4 separate regions of the Mus musculus genome follow, and regions 1, 3 and 4 are each linked to region 2. The links are chromatin contacts, called in public Hi-C and HiChIP or PLAC-seq maps. All regions are on one chromosome and are shown on one strand. Each heading gives the region's core, a stretch centred on a gene start, on an enhancer-like site or on the middle of the called end of the contact. The rest is flanking DNA. Distances are from core to core; before and after follow the strand shown.

The links. Hi-C and Micro-C count contacts between places; a contact is called where the count stands out from the background. HiChIP or PLAC-seq counts read pairs in DNA pulled down with a chosen protein or histone mark.
Region 1: a contact with region 2 is called in an H3K27ac HiChIP or PLAC-seq map of embryonic stem cells, with 2.0 times the contacts expected there. The contact joins the enhancer-like site here to the promoter of Morrbid in region 2. A contact is called at or near these places in 2 of 484 Hi-C or Micro-C datasets (centroblasts and embryonic stem cells) and 7 of 115 datasets of contacts at active chromatin or transcription factors (the 230-238 cell line, CD8 T cells, bone marrow-derived macrophages and 4 more).
Region 3: an H3K27ac HiChIP or PLAC-seq map of trophoblast stem cells shows a contact between it and region 2, with 12 read pairs. The contact joins the enhancer-like site here to the promoter of Morrbid in region 2. A contact is called at or near these places in 1 of 484 Hi-C or Micro-C datasets (bone marrow-derived macrophages), 5 of 115 datasets of contacts at active chromatin or transcription factors (acute myeloid leukemia, bone marrow-derived macrophages, microglia and 2 more) and 1 of 9 other capture datasets (embryonic stem cells).
Region 4: a Hi-C map of embryonic fibroblasts shows a contact between it and region 2, with 3 times the contacts expected there. The contact joins the enhancer-like site here to the promoter of Morrbid in region 2. A contact is called at or near these places in 2 of 484 Hi-C or Micro-C datasets (embryonic fibroblasts and embryonic stem cells) and 3 of 115 datasets of contacts at active chromatin or transcription factors (CD8 T cells, epiblast stem cells and pancreatic cancer cells).

The regions. Positions count from the first base shown.
Region 1 is chr2:128,209,890-128,212,695 of GRCm38.p6, forward strand. No RefSeq gene overlaps it. Among named protein-coding and RNA genes, the nearest start is that of Gm14009, 42 kb to the left of the region's middle. Within about 2 kb of position 1,347, at least 74 of the 459 cell types and tissues checked have an H3K27ac peak or open chromatin away from gene starts, as enhancers often do. A contact at or near this core is called in embryonic stem cells, pancreatic cancer cells and trophoblast stem cells, where this site is marked.
Region 2 is chr2:128,427,659-128,430,614 of GRCm38.p6, forward strand. It overlaps Morrbid (myeloid RNA regulator of BCL2L11 induced cell death), which reads right to left and starts at 1,693. Exons shown (of 3, transcript NR_028589.1): 1 at 1,436-1,693.
Region 3 is chr2:128,172,851-128,175,659 of GRCm38.p6, forward strand. The region is part of intron 1 of Gm14009 (a long non-coding RNA gene); the gene reads left to right. Among named protein-coding and RNA genes, the nearest start is that of Gm14009, 4.5 kb to the left of the region's middle. Within about 2 kb of position 1,536, at least 22 of the 459 cell types and tissues checked have an H3K27ac peak or open chromatin away from gene starts, as enhancers often do. A contact at or near this core is called in trophoblast stem cells, where this site is marked.
Region 4 is chr2:128,239,328-128,242,241 of GRCm38.p6, forward strand. No RefSeq gene overlaps it. Among named protein-coding and RNA genes, the nearest start is that of Gm14009, 71 kb to the left of the region's middle. Within about 2 kb of position 1,489, at least 112 of the 459 cell types and tissues checked have an H3K27ac peak or open chromatin away from gene starts, as enhancers often do. A contact at or near this core is called in CD8 T cells, embryonic fibroblasts, embryonic stem cells and 2 more, where this site is marked.

The sequences.
Region 1 (2,806 bases), core at 97-2,596, 220 kb before region 2:
AGTCTCCATTTCCACTTGAATGTGATGAGGGCCAGCCCATCTGACTATAGGAGGAAGGTGTGGACTTAGCAACCCTAGTACCTGTTGCTCCATAGGGAAAGACCCAGGAAACAAGGAAAAGTTAAAGAAATGGGTGAGTCTGCCAACTAATGAATCATCATTCATTCCCCTGAAGCCACTCAGCTTGAAAAGAATTTACTGGAAACCAACTTGTTGAAGGATCAGTTTCCCTGGTGAGGACTCCCTGGAATTTACCCAAAAGTTGTTTGGGTTAATTACTTTAACAATGATCATCATGTTTGCCCGCTGGTTCCCACAAGCCTTCAGATTCCCCCTGCGTGGTTTTCTACCTTACAATCAGTTTCATTTCACTGTCTTAGGCATATTCTCACTAGTCACCCAGCTATTGATCTTTCAGCCCATGTCAATCTTTTGAGTGTTTCTTTATTTAGAGAGTGATGGACTTCCTGAGCTCATGAAATTATGTGTGTGTGTGTGTGCCCATGTGCGTGCGCTTGCACGTGTGCACTAGTGGCTGGGTTTTCCTCAACTGCATTTTCTGTCAATTGTAATTTGAAAGACAGGGCTCTAAATTGGACAACTGCTCCCACTTTGGGATTTTTGTCATTGGGGAAATTGTCATAAATATGTGAAAATTAACACTGCAGGAAAAAAAAAACGTTGAGTTGGCTGCCTGCCAAACCTCTCAGGGAAACACAGAGCGGATACAGACGGGTGTTAGATGGCCCTCGCTGGACAAAGCTATCTTTTCTGCAAAGCAGAGGTTAAAGTTGGAAAAGCCTCGTGAATTGTCAGAACCTTTATATATGACAATGGAAGAGAAGTCCGCTCTAGAAATGGGAACCACATGCCAAATAACTGATTTTTTAAAAAAGTTACAGGGTAGAGAATCCCCAAATGAAATATTTCTACTAGATAAATACTAAGGCCTCGTCAGAGAAAAGAAAGACTCCTGAACAGAAATTTGCTAGGATCGTGTTATTGTGCATCTTGAAAACAGGCAGGGCAGAGAAGTTGGGATTTGCTAGCCTGCAGGATTTGGCTTCAGAAAAGTAATTTTTAGTGTCCCGGGTTGCTTTTGTTTTTAAAACACAGTCACTTCCAAACATGGCTTTAGGAAACTTTTCTGAGAATCACACCTTTTCTGAGAGGGACTGACTGCACACTGGGGAGGCTTAGGAAACAGAAGTGACCTAGAATCTAGATTTTGCAGGAAATCAGAGGAGGCCAGTTATGCAGATTATGTGGAGGCCTGTACAGCGCTGGAGGCTGCAGAGAGCACCTTTCGCTGGGAAGGGTGAGGTCATCTGAGGACAGAGGAAAAACGAAGAGGAAGTGCCCTCTGGAGCTGGGAAGGTGCTGGGGCTAAGGAGGAGTGCACTGGGGAGGGTGGGGGCGGGGGCTTGGAAAGGGATTCTCTCCAGCGCCATTTCTATAGCCTGAGCTGCACTAGCGTAAACAGGGGCCGTGGGCATACGGCGGTAAGACTGGGATTCCACGGCCAGGAAGCAAGCACTAACCACGGGAAGTGTTGGGAGGCAGAATGTCTAGAAGCAGGCGAAGGAGGGAGAGTGCCCTTGGCAACGGGGAGATAATGAGCGCTCCTCACAGTCCAGGAACTGGTCTGCTTAGAGATAAGCAAGGAGGCCAGGAAGAGAATCCCAAGGGCCCCAAGGCATGTGAGGTAGCACAATGCTGGGTTTCAGGTGTGGCTTTGGGGTTTGAACAGGGAGAAAAGCCTGCTCGGCACCATTCTGTCCCTGAGGCCATAACTGTCCCATCACATTCTTCTCACAAAGGAAGGTGAGGCTCGAAACCACTCTCCATCACCTAGTATCCCCATCCCTTGTCCTGTCCCTCCTCATCCCTGCCTGGCTGGCAATTAACACAGTACACCCCAGGAACCTACTCCGTTTCTGGGCAGATATGGTTATTCATCCAGGAAGGAGAACGAATTAACCTGTTTCCGTTTCCCCAGCGCCCGTCTATCTCCCTCCCATTCCTAGGAGGCCGCCCTCCTCCTTCCCACACCCGCTTCTACCCAGAGGCAGCAGGAAGCCTCTCTGCAGGGATACTAGCTGGGGATCTCCCGGCTGGAAGCACCTGCTTTGCTGCAGCCTGGGGCACTGTGACCCCTGGGGATGCAGCTCAGAAAGCCCCTATTAAAATGCTAATGCAGCACCTGGAAGGGTGAAGCCTCAAGGCAGCCTCCTATCTCGGTGCCTGAGCTTCCTCCTGTATGACTAGCCGGGGATAGAACACCCTGTGGGTATGGCGGATGTCTTGACATCAGGTACCAACCCAGCATTCTGCTAAACTCTATGTTTGAGTTCCATAGCAGTCAGGCTTAAGCTTGGGCGCCTCTCAGGACAGCAGGTCTTAAAGAGTCTGGCGTCTCCCTATCCCAGGCCCTCCCTAAACACAGTATTATTCGGGGCCCAGTGTCTCACTTTTCTCAAGACACCTCAGCACCCCCACAGCTGTCCATGTAAGATGTGGTCACCTTCAGTCTGTCACTTCAGAGAAGTGGGGATCTCCATGTTAGGCTTCAAACCCAGGACCCCTAACGCTAGCCCTGTTAATATACAGGCAATTCCACTTGGCCTACTCTCGGAGACCTAGCAACTGCTTATGTCAGCACCTGACCCTGCTGCAGATATAATAAGGTTCCTCCAGCCACCACATCTCTCTCTCCCCCTACCCCACCCGGAAAGAGGGTTGGAGAGATAGCTCAGCGGTTAGGAGCACATACTACTTCTCAAGTGCTCACATCACACAGCTGCCA
Region 2 (2,956 bases), core at 443-2,942:
TGTGGCCCCAGAGAGCTGGGACCCACCCACAGTTATCTAAACACAGATAAACAATCTTCAGGCAGAGCCACAGAACTAGCCAGGAAAAGATTCAAACCCTGTGTTGACCTGTGAAGCCTTTGGCGACTCCTTGGGTTCCGTGTATAGAACTGCTCTAGGATAGGAATTCTTCTCAAAGGTATTTGGAGGCTTTCTTTCTCTGAAGCTTGCACTCTGATTTATTTAAGCCAAGTTAGTGCCTGCCTCTTGTGGAAGCCAGCTTCAAAATTCATGTCTCACCCGATTCTCCCAATCATAAGGGTGTGAACTATTTCAAAGGGTGGGGTGCGACTGCGGCTCTAGACTACCCTGGTCCTTCCTGCACCCCAGAGTTCGTTTAACAAACTCTGTGCTCGGTCAGGGGCAGGACCCAAAATGATTGTCATCAGCCCAGGCATGCTGAAGAAGCCGAACACAGTATTCCTGACAAGGAGACAGCCAAGAGACCTCTCAGGTACATTCCAGGAGAAAGCTGAACGTGTGTGACTATCCTCTTCACAGAGGGCCAGGCAATGCTGATATCATGCAAAGACCCGAGCCGGCAAACTCCTGTTACGCTCAGAGTGAATGGAGCTGCTCTCAGGGCTCATTCAGTTAGGTTGCTGACTCATTCTTAACCCGGGAAGCCCCACACGCCCCAGTGAGTTGCTCAGAACAGGCTCCTGTCTTCCCTGCAGCCTGCTATGCAGCTTTTTAAGCAAATGACCGCTTTTTAGATTTGCTTTAAAAGTGGCACAGCAGTTACTGTAACTGTTTATTTGACAGTAAAGATGTTTGTAAGAATAGCAGTAACTCAGCCCACTCCCTTCCCCCATCTTCCACCATGCCCTTCCTGGTCCCTAGCCTGTGGCTTTTCTTTCTGCTTTTGAACACATTTTCCACCTGGAGCGTTAAAGGGAAGCACGGGATGTAGCGTGTTCAGAGAAAAGACAAAATTCTGCCTCGCTGCCATACTTCTTGCCCTGAAGCTGGACAGCTCAGGCCTGGCTGCCTGAGTCAGAGACCAGAAGCTGCCCCCGGGGTTGGCTCTTCCTTCTGCTTCTTAGGAGCGGAAACTAGTTCAACCTCAGTGCCCAGTTAACACAAACTCACCCACCTCCGTCTCTGACCTTCACTTTAGCTTCTAGCTAGGAATCCGTGGTGGCTTCCTTCCCAGGCAAGCCTCACGCTCTCCTCTGAGACAGCATAACACACAGCCACCATCCACAAGGCACAGCTCAGAAACTTCCTCCAAGAGTCCCGCAACAGACACAACAGGTGGGCTGGAGGCAGAGGGAGCCACTTTTCTGACCTCACAAAACCTTCAAAGTCTGGGAGAAGCAGTGTCTACCCCAGAACACAGCAGCTGTCACAGCTCAGAGGTGCACGGAAAACATCTTTGACTGAGAGTACTCACCAGGGAGAAGCTGATAGACGGGTCCGCCTGCCTTCCCAGCCACTGTGCTGTGAAGATCCCAAGATATGCGCAGCTTGCCTGGAAAGTCACTTTGAAACTTAGAAAGCAGACACTGCAAAGTCACCCAGTCCCCTCATTCTCAGAGATGTCCACATGATTAGGAAAAAAAAAAAAAAAGACAAGAAAAGAAAAAAAAAAACTGCAAAGCAGACACCTCAGTCTTCATTGTCACTGGAACCAGATGACTCGTGCTGACTCAGAGCCACCACTTCCTCTCCCGACATTCTCTTCATACTTTGTGAGCCCGCCTGGTCTGGTTCCCAGGGTCTCTACCACCCTTCCGGAAAGAGCAGCTTCCCAGACCTTGGGTGTGGAAGCCCCAGGCTTGTAGCCAGTGATCACCCTCATCAGGGAGGAGACGCTTTGGTTAGGAGACTTGGGGGTAACTGAAAATAAAAGGCAGAGATCTCACATGCACACGGGTGCTGTAACACGCTGGCCGTCCACAGAAGAGGGAAGAACCCATTTTTGCTATTTCCTTAAGGCATCTGAGTTTGCTTGGCCCTGATATCCCCTATTTCAGTCCATGATTTTTTTTTTTCTGCACAGAGTTTTGATCTAAAATCATTATATCTATTCTGAGCTGGCTGTTAGCATGTGTGACTTAGTCTTGCTAGGCTAAATCACATGAATAAAAGAACCAAGGAGTAAAAAACAAAGTTATGGTTCTCTAACTTTGAAAGAATCCTGAACGTTTCCATGCAAGAACCAAGAGCCCGCCTCTATGTCTGAGTTTTCTTTTGAATGATGCAGAGGGCGGGGCTGTCTTCCGCAGCTTCAAGCTTTTTTGAACTATGAGAAGTACTCCAGAGAAAGCGGAACCCATGTACCACTGAGCAGCCTCTGGTGAGGCCAGGTAGGGTTGCTGTGATTGTTGATATCTTTGCCCACCCCTCCCTGCCCCCAAAAGTCAGCACTGTCCAAAAAAAAAAAAAAAAAAAAAAAAAAAAAGCAGAGGTTTCACTTTTGAAACGTACATTTCAGTATATCAGAGAATCTTAACACAGCATACGTAAGAGCAGATATGTGTGCCAGAGAGTCTCTTAAACAGGTTAGGGAAAAGCTAACAGTATAGGCAGGGAGGAGAGAGAATTTGGGGGTACAGGGGCAAGGGAAGAAACTCATCCATTCATAGGTCAAGACCCCTCTGAGGGTCAAATGACCCTTTCCCAGGGGACAACCAAGACCATTGGAAATCACAGATATTTATATTATAATTCATAACAGTAGCAAAACTCCAGTTATGAAGTAGCAATGGAAATAATCTCCAGTTGGGGCTCCCCACAACATGAGGAGCTTATTAAAGGAGTAGCAGGGCTAGGAAGGTTGAGAATGTTCAGTCCTAAGGAGACGGAGGATTTGGCCTTGGCAACAGCTTGCAAGTACATTGTCCTCTAAAGCCTCCAAACACCAGTCCAGCTCCTCCAGGACATCGTGTTGTTTGAGCAGGCTATCTAGCAC
Region 3 (2,809 bases), core at 286-2,785, 250 kb before region 2:
CCCAGTAGTAGAAAAACTCTTTAAGAAGGGGATTTCCAGCTATCAGTATCTCAAAGGCTCATCCAGAGATGGCTTTTTGTGACAGCTAACTATTCCAGACCAGACTTTCTCCTACCCACCCATGTGGGGCTGGGCTCAGCCCAGGTGCCCCTCAGGCCATTTAGATTGCCCCAGGCTGATCTCCTGTTGACTTGTAGGTACATGTACCTTGCTAGTTATATTTGAAGTTGTCCTCTGGGCTGAGGCTCAGCCCTCTGACTTGGTAGGACCTGAGGGGACCAGTTGAGTTGTAGGTACTTGTAGCACCATCTGCTAGGGGACTGGGAGGCATTTCCATGCCTGGTTAGGACTCTGAGGTAAATCTTCCTCATGTAAGCCGGATCCCCTCTTGGCCTCTTGACCTTCACCTTTTTGTAAAAAAAAAAAAAAAAAAAAAGTGCATGGCCAGTAGGATCCCCAGGACATAAAGGTGCTGTGCCTATCCCAAGGACCTGAGATCAATGGGGAAAGGAGAAAACCGACTCTCACAAGTGGTTCTCCGACTGCCACATCTGTGCCTGCTATGGAATGCTTGCACGTGTGTACACACAACGAAATGTAACCATTTTGTTTTTAAGGAGAACACTGGGCCCATTCAAATGAACAGCCTCTGGGCCCTGCCACCACTGTGTGTCCTCTGAAGTCCCTGTGAGAGTCTCTCCTCAGAATTCCACAGAGGCAGGATTTGATGTGGGGACTCCCCAGAAAGACGGGTTGGTAATCGTTCACACACAACCTCTCCTTTCAGACAGGTCGCTATCAGAACCTGGTGGCCACTGTAAAGCAGCAGTGTCCATGTGTCATCCGAAAATGACACTTGGGCAAAATAAATCCCAGTAAGCAGGGCTCTTTCCTGGAACACGCCACAGACTGCTTCTCAGAATGCCCAGTTCACTCCTACGGGTGCCCTTGCTCTCTCAGGGAACCTCCTCCCAGACAGCCAGAGGAGGATTCATTTTCCAGCCTTCCCTGACCACCACTCAGTGCTACCTTCAAACTGCATCCTCTGGCCTGCAGGCCTTCTGCACACGGTGAGCTTGCAGTGACTGGGGACTGTCAAGGAGGATCAGGCCCAGGGTTCTAGTGCTCTGGGAGACTGGGGCTGTGTGAGCCCCACTCTTTGTATCTCCAGTACTTTTGAGGACAGCAGAATTCTTCGTTCAGGGAAAGACCATGGCTGCTCCATCACAGACACGATGAGCAAACACAACATTGGAAGGGAAAGAGAGCGTCCTTCCCAGTTCCCTCCAGGCCTCTAGTACTATTCTTGGTGGGACTGTCTGCTGCGGGGCCTTTCTCAGCACAGCCCTGGGCAATGGGATAGAGAAGCACTGAGACCCATGTTTCTTTGAACTCTCTTTCACAGGAAATTTGGCTTCAAATTCTTGTACACCAGAAGGCCAAGGCAGCCTTGGGACAGGCACACTATGTCTCTTATCTGATGATGTCTGGACAGAGGCCTCTGGAAGCTCTTCTCGGAGCATCAAAAAGAGGCAGCTGGTGACCTCATGGGTCACGACTTTATTCCCTCCACTTGATTTCAAAACATGGGACTGACCTTCCTAGTTCCTGTCGGGGCTTTTAAGTTCAGACATGCAGACAGACAGACAGACAGACAGACGAGATGTGAGGGAGTACACTTGTTGCTCCTGTGACTAAAATCCCACAGGAGCTCAATGGTGCTGATTATTTATGGACCAGGGAAAGAAAGTGGGGGCCTGAAGCTGGGGAGATCTTGTTATCAGCTGAGCACAGCCATACTGACAAACCCCCTTTCCCAAAAGCAAAAATTCCTGAGAGGCAGGTGTGAAACCTAAAGGACTTTGTCCCCCTGAGTCATGATGTCAATGTGTGTAAACACCACCTCCGTGACAAAGTAATGCAGCAGCCAGGGACAATGCCGCGCTTCCTATTGGACTGCGCCTGTTTCTCTCTCTGTCCACAAAATACTACTTTCAAAGTCCACAAGTCAACGTTATAGAGCCAAGGGAGGAAATGACAACAGTCCTAAGCACAGTCTTGTTTTGTGTAATTTATGTTGTTTTGTCTGACTTTGAAGAACTGTAGGTTTATATAAAGTAAGCTAAATGTTTTCTTTCTGAAAACATCAAATGAAACTCCACATTCAAAGAGTGAAGAGTTCTTTGTCCGTGTTCCTAAGCGCTGAGAGCTTTCCTTAATGTGTGTTCTGTGACTGCAAGCTCTTCTCCTGAAGCCCAACACAGTTTTCTGTTGAAAAGTAGCCAGGATGGGAGCAAGCCTGGCCCAACAAGTGTCCTGAATGTTCGAGCTCCTTTTGTCATTGTAATGGGAGAGACACTCAGGAAGAGGGCCAGGACAGACTGAAGCTGTCCTGATCCAGCATCTGAGACAGAAAAGGCACAGACCTTCGTTGAGTATTGATTGATTGAATAGCCTCCAGATAACTTCTACCCACCTGCTGCTGCTGTCTGTGGGGCAGTTCTAATGACTGAATTCAGCTATTAGGGAGGCTGGGACAGTCCCCACCTCTGATGGCTGGGTCCAGCCTCTTCTGGGTTCATTTGGGGCCTTGGGTTGGGCTGAGACCAGGAGACAGCACTCCTCAATCTGTTGTGTGGTCCTCACAGATACCCAGTCTGGCAATGATGTACTAGCCATTTTCCTGACCTTATCACATATGACATCCGTCTGACCTATATTTCTCATATATGTATGCACGGACCTATGCTAGCTCCCACCTCCGGCCACAAGTGACAATGGACCTTTAGGAATCTCTGTGTACCATACA
Region 4 (2,914 bases), core at 239-2,738, 190 kb before region 2:
AGAGAGACAGTGAAGGATCAGGGGCAAGGGTTATCTTTCCAGACCACGCCTACTCTGACATACTTCCTGAGCCCCACCCCAGACCATTTGCACCACCTCCAAATAACAATATCTTGGAGTTATGGATCCGTCAGTGGGTTACGTCATGGATTATATCAGGAGTTTGTGATCCAGTGACTTTCAATGATAGACTCCACCAGCAGGAGACCATCCCCTCAACAGGAGCTTCTAGCTGTCTACACCATGTTCAAGCCATAATTCTTCTGGTCCAACTTCTGATCCCAGACCAAGTGTTGGCATCAGGACATTCCAAACCTATGAGGCAACAGCACGACCTGTGACCTACAGACCGGTTGCCAAGACAATGACCACCATATTCCCAGCATTCACTTGGCTCACCTCCCACCCTTACTTGTGTTACATCATTTTCCATATAAATAAGGAGAATGCCCCTTCCTCACTCTCTCTCTTTTTTCTCCTTTCTCCCCCTTTTCTCTCTTTGCCTCTTCTTTGTCTCTCCCTTCCAATACAACCTCTTCCACCTGGAACTGCTTTGGTGCTGTTGTGGCACCACCGGCCATTCTAACACATCACCAAGTCCTGCACATTGGAGGCCTCTTTCCTAATAGCTAAGTGCTGAAGTCACACCCAAGTTTGTTTTGTTTTTGTTGTTGTTGTGGTTGTTTGGTTGGTTTTGTTTTGTTTTGTTGGAATTTTGTTTTTGTTTTTTTGTCATCCAAACTTTTGAATATCCTAAAGGAGGGAGATATTGACTTTGAGTGCCACTCCCTGCCTACAATTTCTACTCAGGTATTTGAAAAGGTGAAGACTTCCACTCAGATGAGCTCTCCTAGTGCAAAACAACTTCCACTGTGGTAAATGCCAGCACTTTATCAGCGCTTTATCATTTGTTCTCTCCACCTGACCTCCACTTCTCAAGGCAAATCAGACTGGTGCACAGTACACGTGGGACAGCCTCAATACATTTTTCTTTATTTAAAAAAAGAAAAACAAAGTTGGTTGAATTTGCCCAAGCGGGTGGTATGGCTTCCAGGTATAAGTCTCTTTCTCTGAAGTAATAAATTGAGCCTGAAGACACGAAGAAGGACAACTGGCTCTTGGCAAGACAGCCTGAAGTACACGCTGAGCACAGCCCAACTAGGTGGATGCTGCGACTGGACCACCGACAACAGAAGCTGCTCTCCCTGGATAGCACACAAACAGGGAGAAAGGTACCTGAAGGGAGGGCGGGTGCTGAGCATGGGGGTCTCAGAGAGGCCAGAGGGTAGTATGCAGCAGGAAGTTCCCAGGAGGAAAAGCAGCCTCAGGGTAAAGTTACCAGCCTCCGCTGCACCCTGGAAACCGGTCTTTCTGGCTTTTCTAGGGTCAGAGGGCAAGCTTCCCAGCAGGCTGTAGACTTTCTAGGCTTGGCTCCTTTCCCCCTCCTTCCCCAGGGAAGGGCAGGGCAGGAAGTTTGAGATGACTGAGTTCCTGGGTCACCCAGAGAATCCCCTGAAATGAATCAGATGAGAGGAAATGGAAACCACTGTATGGTGCTCACATTCTTTCAGGACTGAAAGTGCTCGTATCTCATACTTGTATCTACCGAATTTACATGAAATTAAAGGCCCTGGTGCAGACGAAGTTCCCAAACCTTGGAATTGTCTAATTAGACACAGGAAGCCTCCCCACAAGATGGTATGAGCAGGAAGAACTTGCTCAGGGCAAAGCCTTCTGTGCAGCCAATAGGGTGGACATGGAAGTCCCAGGGCAGAGGAAGCTGTTATTGCGAAAAGACAGGTTATAGAGAAGAAATTACATAAAAAACCCAGCGGATCACTGACAATGGACACTGAGCCAGCCACAGGATGCTAACAGGGATTGTTAACATTTAATTTTTATTTCTTGTTCACACTGCTATCCAACTGTTTCTTCTTAGGACAGAACGTCTTCCTTGAGAGTGAATTTTGGTGCAGATAAAGCAGAAAGGAAGAGTTGGGAGGGAAGAACAGAGGGGGAGGGGAGGACAGAGGGGAGGGGGTGTTTCTTCTCAGGCTTTAAACGCTGTTGTTGCCTGCAAAGGGTTTGTCCTAAATGACATCATCCGAGTGCCTGCTGTGTACCTCTGGGACAAACAGACTAGACAAAGGAACCTGGTGAGACTGGAATCTCTGGGCCTCCAGCAGGCTGACAAAGAGCAAAGCTGCTGTCCTCATGGGGTCTAGCTGCTCTGCGACCTGGAGTGCTGGGTGCTCCCTACAAGAACCAGTGGTGCTGGCTGGACTTTAGGGAGATGTAGGGAGGCTAAAAGGGAGCCCCAGGTTCCCTGATGTGAGGGTGGGGCAACAAATGAAGGAACTAGGAGACTGCTTAGGAAGCCCGGCCAAGAGGTCCAGACAGCCCTGGCTGGTCATCACAAATAGGGTCCCGGATAGACAGAGTCTTCTCTGTGGTCTTCCTGGTCTATGTAACTGCTGCCACAGACCAGGGTGGAGGCCACTTTGTCCAACTCCCTGTATTGTGGAGGTCCCTTCAAGAGTCACAGCCAGCAGTGAAATATCCTTGGAGAGGCAAGAATGAAACTCTCTTCAGCACAGCTTCCTTAGCCAGGCTGGTTCAAACTTCCCGAGTCTGACCCTGCGCTGTTTTGTTTTGTTTTTTTTTGTTTTTTACAGATTTAAACACAGTAAAACTTTGGAAGAAAGTTTCCTCCTGACAATTATCACAATAAAGCTTAAGGCATGGCTACACTGAAAACTCTGTCACCTATGAACTCTTCCTCAAGAGTGGGCTCTGTTGACTGTGAAACAATGCTCGGATAAGGCCTAGGCAGGAAGGGTTTGCAATAAGTCTAAGGATGGGCTCTGCTGACAGAGAAGCAACACTTGCATTAAAGCCTTGGAATAAGCATAAC